2 separate regions of the Capsicum annuum genome follow, and region 2 is linked to region 1. The links are chromatin contacts, called in public Hi-C maps. All regions are on one chromosome and are shown on one strand. The core of a region is the stretch at or near the end of the contact, and the rest is flanking DNA. Distances in the headings are between cores, read along the strand shown.

The links. Hi-C and Micro-C count contacts between places; a contact is called where the count stands out from the background.
Region 2: a contact with region 1 is called in a Hi-C map of placenta, with 2.4 times the contacts expected there. The contact joins the promoter of LOC107863420 here to the promoter of LOC124896755 in region 1. A contact is called at or near these places in 2 of 5 Hi-C or Micro-C datasets (leaf and placenta).

The regions. Positions count from the first base shown.
Region 1 is chr3:197,151,744-197,155,316 of UCD10Xv1.1, forward strand. LOC124896755 reads left to right here and starts at 1,996. Exons shown (of 2, transcript XM_047408561.1): 1 at 1,996-2,074; 2 at 2,322-3,132. The coding sequence starts at 2,340. The coding sequence ends at 2,828.
Region 2 is chr3:197,374,070-197,377,642 of UCD10Xv1.1, forward strand. LOC107863420 (mitochondrial intermediate peptidase, mitochondrial) reads left to right here and starts at 1,534. Exons shown (of 17, transcript XM_016709328.2): 1 at 1,534-1,895; 2 at 2,015-2,096; 3 at 2,449-2,501; 4 at 2,603-2,657; 5 at 3,529-3,573. The coding sequence starts at 1,717.

The DNA.
Region 1 (3,573 bases), core at 746-3,245:
CAAAACAATACAATTAAGTTTAATCTTTACACACAATTAAACTTAAAGTTTACACAACAATTAAACCTAACATTTACACAAGAAATTCTTCAAAGCCAACCGATATTCATCTACGACCTGTAAACTAAAACAAAACAATACAATAGTGATCACAAAGCTTCGATTTTGATGAAAATAATTCTTGTCTAAGCGAAAACTTTGACCCTAAAGAATGACTTGAATGAAAATAAAGAAATACATATTTACACACACGTTGAATTCTATTATGTTGACAAAAACAGTGAAGAATTAACCTAGATCCGCAACCGAATCAAGTTAGATGGGCATCAATCATATTCTCCCAATAGAAAAAAAAAATAACCTTAATTGATCAAAGTATAACCACAAAGTTAAAAAATCAATAGAGCATCAAATTGACAAAATACTCCATAAGAACATACATAATTCAATAACTATAAATATTAATGTGGTATACTTACAACAACGTCAAGATGCATATAAGAAAGCATCAACCTCAACTTCCGTGACAAAGCAAAAACAAAAGAACATATATAAATGTGAAATAGACCATACAAATATTGAGAATTATATTAATTAACTTGGGGGAAAAAAGAAGTAATAAAGATGCAAATTGAACCCAAATCTCAATTGTCCGTGGACGAATTTATCTTTACCATATATAACAGTTCATAGAATAATTTCATAAGGCAAAAAAGAAAGAAGACTTACTTACAATTTAAGAGGTATATATATCTTATTACTTATATTTATTGAAGTATTTTTTTAATAGAGTCCTATTTTAGGAGTATTTTTCTAGTTGAACAGTAAAAAGAAAAATAATAATTAATTCTCCTTCCATATATTTTAGGAGGTTTAGTTAGTATAATAAAAAATAAATAAATACTATAATAAATTAAAAAAATAGTGAAAAGACAGTTTTTTTTTAAAAAAGAGTCTTTTAGTGGAGGACAAAAAGTTCAAATTACTTTTCCAAGGGTCTTTCCACTTTTAATATACTATAGATTTTATATATATATATATATATATATATATGTGTGTGTGTGTGTGTGTAATGTGTTTCATTTCTCTATTAATGCGAGGTTATTACATAACACTAGGAAGGAGTGTATTGTCTTGTTGTTCATACTATTAGTCCTAATATTATTTTTGTAGTTTTTTGTTCTACAATTTCTGTTACTATCTATTATTTCGTGTAGTTTGGTTATATAGTATTATTTTGGCTTTTTTTTATAGACTATTTTATATTGAATTGAGGGTCTATCAGAAAAAATCTTTTTACCTCTGAGGTAGAAATATGATTTGCGTACAGCATATCCTCCCCGAATTCTATTTTATAAGACTATGTTGGATGTATTGTTATTGTTGTTGTTAATGCGAGGTTGTAGTGAGAAGGAGATGAGTTGGTAATAGTAATGTTTACCAAGAATTCAAGTATGAAGTTGGACCCATTGAACAAGTTACTATATATTGAATACGATTAAAATTGCGAGAACACGTGGTTGGAGTATCGATATATATTTCCTTTTTCTCAATTTATTTGATATAGTTTGACTCCACACACATAGTTTAAGATAGAATAAAGAAATTAAAGTTTGAAATTTTAAACATATATAACTTTTGTGCAGCTATAACTTTGTAAAAAAGTCATTTCATTGTTATGGAATGAAAGAGACAAGAAAGAAAATTGAACAGAAATTGAATGAAAACTCTTGATTGATTCTTTTTCTTGATTTAAATAGAAGAGTAATCTCTATTTATAAGAAACTAAATAAAATAAATAAGAAAAATATTATAGTTATAAGACTAAATATTCTTTAATTAATAAACTCTAGACTTAAAAGGAAATAAATAATGTAAAATCTTTTTAGACTAAAAATGGAAAAAAAAAATATTCTACCATTAATAAAAATGATAAAATAGAAGGAAGGTAAATCTCAACATTTCAGTGGCTATAAACTTAATTGTTTCTAATAAGGATGATGTAACATATACTAGAATGAAGAGAATATTGAATTAATATCCATGTTACAAAGGGTCTCCTGCTGAATAGAATGTACGTCTTCCCATGGTTTGAAATTTTAGTTTTCTGTGGTTACTGTTTTAATTCTTCAATGTTTTCATCAGAGCATTTTTACTCTTAGTATTTTTAACAAACTTGTTCTGAAAAACAATTTTCTTGGGCGAGTGTCCATGTTGTTATAGCAGTAATTACCTCAATTTTAGTATCATAATTACGTGTTTTCATCATATGAATTCTTGTTCTGATTTTCTTCTTGTTTCCAAATACGAGCACATTTTAGAAACAAGACGTAAAGGAAATGGATCTTGAGAAGAAGATATGGGCTGCATCCACGGTGCTTTTCTTGTTTGTGGGTATGGCTGCTCTTGGCCACGCAGCGTGGCTTGTTGGCCCAGTTATGGCAATAGTACTACTGGGCGGATATTTTGTAGTCTCTGGTTTTCTTCGAGTACTGAACATTGGGGCTGTCCCTGTTGGTTCTTTTGATGGTCTAGGACTGGCGGTTTCTTGGCTCTTCTTGTTGCCGCTCCTGAGCCTGCAGAAAGAAAACCCTCATGCTCATGTAACTTTGTTCCTCTTAATGTGTACTGCGAGTTTTTTCTGTGTGCTCATGATGGTTAGGCCTCTCAATACTGATTTTGGAGTTCTCTATGGACTCTGTTACCTTACTGCTTCCTTTGCCAGTGAAGAGTTCGGAACTGGATGGCAAACTTGGCTAGCTATCAGCCTTGGCACGTTGATGATATCTCTTCGAGCGATCATGGAGATACGGGCTAGAGGAGATTAGTATTTATGAGTTATGAATTACTAAAGGTCCAAAATTGGAGAAATCCTACCACTGCTACATGCTATGAAACAACTCAATAAGTGTATGCATCTAAGAAAGTCAATTCTAACTTCTGTTTCTTTGGTACGAGCTTAGAGATCCATAACTTCCGTAATATCCTCGCTAAAATTTCAGCATACACAGAAATTTATTGAAATACGATATGATTATTTATTTCATATTAGATGATTGAAATTTGTCTCACTTATTCTTCTTTACAATTAAACATACTATGAGTTGTATTTGTCGTATAATTTCTTTCCCTTTTGAGTTTAGTTATTAATTGTGGCCTTTACACTTCGATATTCATTATATCCTGTTATGACTACTGTTTAAGATGATTTGTTAGGTGTCTTATAGTATAGTCTTTTGTCATGACTGTCTCCACTTTTGTTATTTCTTTTTCTATACTTTTTTGGACTGTTTTTCTTTTTTTGCTTGAGGAAAGGGTCTGTTGGAAAAAACCTCTCTATCTCTGAATTATGGTATGATTTGTGTATACTTTACCCTCCCTAAACCCTACTTTGTGGGATTTTACTAATATGTTGTATAATATGATTTTACATACTGCAGATTAGGATGTTGAATCAATGCGTTGCTACTCGTTAGCCCAATCAGAAATAATAATAATTTAAAAAAAAAAAAAAAAAAAACATAATTAAGGCGCCTTATACTTTTCTCAATTACAGATGAAGTGGCAACATCC
Region 2 (3,573 bases), core at 284-2,783, 220 kb after region 1:
AAACTAAAATCATAATGTGAATCTTATAAGTTAAAACATGAACATAAACAATTCTTGATATACTTAAAGCTTTCAATCTCATGGTAATAACTTGCTTCAAGAATATAGCAATTTGGATATGAAGCTAATTCAAAAATAAGTAAATTAAATCTTAAAATCATGCACTTTTAGCACAAGGGTAAAAGGGGTACCCTTGTCCATAAACCCCACATACCTTAAATTTTTTGACTTGTGAAGAAATCTTAAAGCTTAGGACTTGAATGATGAACTTGTGAAAGAAACCATATTCTTGATATTTCTTAAAGATTTCTTGAACTTGGAGGCTTGAACTCTTGGATTCTTGAAGAAATCTTGAATTCAAAACTTAAATCCTTGTGTTCTTGAGATAAGAAGATTGAATTATTGTTCTTAAAAAGGGGAGGGTTTTTACGTTAGTTTTTTTAAGGAAGATGGGCAAATAATGCCCCTTTTTGTGTTATAAATTATGTTTGGATGTCTGGGGTTGAGGAAAAAAGACTAAATTACCCCTTGGCCTCTTTTTCCCGTGGGAATATACCTTGTGGTATGACCACTAGTTGGGTGAAACAGCCCTTGCGACGCGACCCCTAGTTGGGTGGAATAGTCCTCGCAATGTGGGGCAATCGCGACCCTTTATTATCTCTCACGAAAAAAGTCATAACTTTTTGCTCGGGTATCGGATTAAGGCGAAATTGGTATCGTTGAAAAGCTAACTCAATTATCTATTATTTGGTGGGTCTTGAGCTATGAAATTCCACATGTTTCAAAAGTTATACACGTTCAAAGTTGACCCTTGTAGAATTGAATACCAAAATTTAGCTGAATCAAAGGCTCTTAGATCAATTTTACTCTAAGTGATTCCTATGAACACTTTTCACCTAATAAGCACTCTTCACACTAGGATAATGATCATGGCACATGTATTCAAAAATACAAATCACGGGATTAGAGTTTACACGCGTAGGAACGACAGTTCGATTTCTAGCTCGAAAATGTGGGGCGTTACATCAAGTTTTCACTTCTCCAAGAAAGTTTTTAATGATTTATAGATTCTAGACTTATCATGCATGAATTGGAATAATTGCACCAAGTTTCCATGCTTAATTGATTATTGAATTTTACAATGTCAAGAAGGGTAAAAGAAAAAAATTACACTCCTAATTGCACCAAGTTTTCATGTTTAATTGATTATTGAATTTTATAATGCCAAAAAGGTTAAAAGAATAAAATATACTCCTAATTATTAGATTTCTTAATAGATGTGTCAAGGCTGAAGGGCATCTAATTCAAAATAGGGAGTAAAAGATAATGGAGTACATAATAAAATAAAGATTTATATTCAAGGAAATATCAAAAAGTTTGTGACCTTGTTATTAGAATAACTACTTTTATAAGAGATGGGGCCCACTTTGTATGTGAGGAATGATATTTACTTCAACTTGAATGGTTGTTTTGGAAATTTATAACTTTACCCAGCACATTTATTTTAAGTCCCTTTGTTATTTGACAAATATGCCTTTGGCATAAAGACAATTTTGTCATTTCCGCTTTCCGGGTTATAATTGTCATTTGCCACTGGACCCCCCGCGACTTGGAGAACGCTTTCCAAGTCGAAAAGCGCCATTACTCACCGGACTTATGTAGAAGGGCCTCCAATTAGAGCCGTAAATTGCAGCAGTTTTGTCTACGGCAAACGCCATGCACGCTCTAATTCGCAAGTCCGCCGGCGCAGTTGCTTATGTACGAGCCAACTCCCAGTTCATCCACATTTCAACAACATCTACAGCCCCCTCAATCAAACAAACTGGCCTCTACGGCTATCATCATTTGAAAACTGCTAAAGGCTTTCAACGATTCGTTGACGATGCTATTGACAGGTAAAAACATAAACAAAACAGAGACCAAATTCTTTGCATTGTTCCACAAATTGCTTTACGAGTTTCTGTTTCATGTCCTTAACGTGTTCGATTAAAAAAAATATTAACATGCTTATTAGGTCAGAAGAACTTGTGAAGTACATAGCTGGCATGCCGTCATCTCCTCAAATTATACGAGCAATGGATGAGATTTCTGATACTGTGAGTTTGGGTTTTTGTGGTCTAATTATGCCTTTGTTAAAAGAAGACAAGTAGTTGGACTTTGTTAAAGGGAAAATTCTGCTCTATGTTTGATGGGAGAAAATATTTACGTTAGTAGCCCAATATAAACTATTATACAACATTATACCCGAGTTAGCCCACATATTGTGTACTTTTATACAAGGTTGACACATTATGTATAATGCTTTCCTCTAGGTATAATGTTGTACAATATAGTGTAGTGTACATGTATATTTTGCTACGTGTTGTAGCGTTTTAGTTGGGCAGTATCTTTTTGAAAATTTGATTTTGTTAAAGCGACAGGCCATAACTGACCTATTTAATTTGATAGGTGTGCTCAGTAATTGATTCAGCTGAATTGTGCAGACATACTCATCCAGACAGGTGGTGAACTAGGTTTGAGATAAACTATGGATCCTTATTTACAGTTTCCTATCTTCTTTTCAATTGTTTTGAGCACTTACATAAAAATTGTCACTTTTTAGGGAGTTTGTTGATGAAGCAAGCAAGGCATCGTTAAGAGTAAATGAGTTTTTACATGTAAAGTTCTTAAAATTTGATTGGGTTTATTAGTTTGTTTTTTTGCTTTGCTGATTATATCAGATTTGAAATAATAGCTGCTTAAGCTGTATAATTCCCTACCATCCAAGAGCTCTTAACCACTCTATGGAAAAGTAAAACCTGGAGATCCTTTTAGACTGATAAAAGTTGATGGTATATAAAGTGATGTTACTTGTGTTTATGCTGACTGTTGTATTGGACCTACTTGCTTCAAATTTCAGCTAGTGATGTCAGAGAATAAACTGTTGAACTATTTAATGGTAAAGAAGAAGAGGATCATTAGGATTTTACAATTTTATGTCCCTTGACCCCGTCTTATTTGGTCTATGCTCCTTGATACACTTTGTGACCTTTGTCTCTTCTTACAATTGGTGGTTGCCAGTAATTAGGTTTAGTGGACTCCTAAAGTTTGAGGTGATCTGAATTCAGTTTATTTGTGGTAAAGTAATCTATTCACGTCCAGTAAGCTTCATTTTGATATTAGCTAAATTTCATGTCTTTTTACCTCCGTGTGTGGTATTGCTATCCTATGCACATATCTTTGTCAAACTATAAATAAGAACCATGAACTGAAGAATTAGATTAATACCGAGTAGAAAATGAAGAAGGTAAAAGTAAATCCATCTTCATGTAGAATATGTACCTCCTTCTCCCTCCTCCCCGGAGGGGGTGGGAATCAAAACTGTCTCCAAGTTGGCAATGTTGACTAGGTTAATGCAATACTTGTATAAGGGCAGTCTTATATTCTGGAAATCTCCCTTGCTAGTGATGGACTCTATTCAAGGTGTAGTTGCTTTGGAAGATTCTCAGTGCAATTGATTTATTGACTCTTTGGGTCTTTGGAATGCAGTACCTTAATACAAACCATTGTATATACAAGGCAGTGATAAAAGCA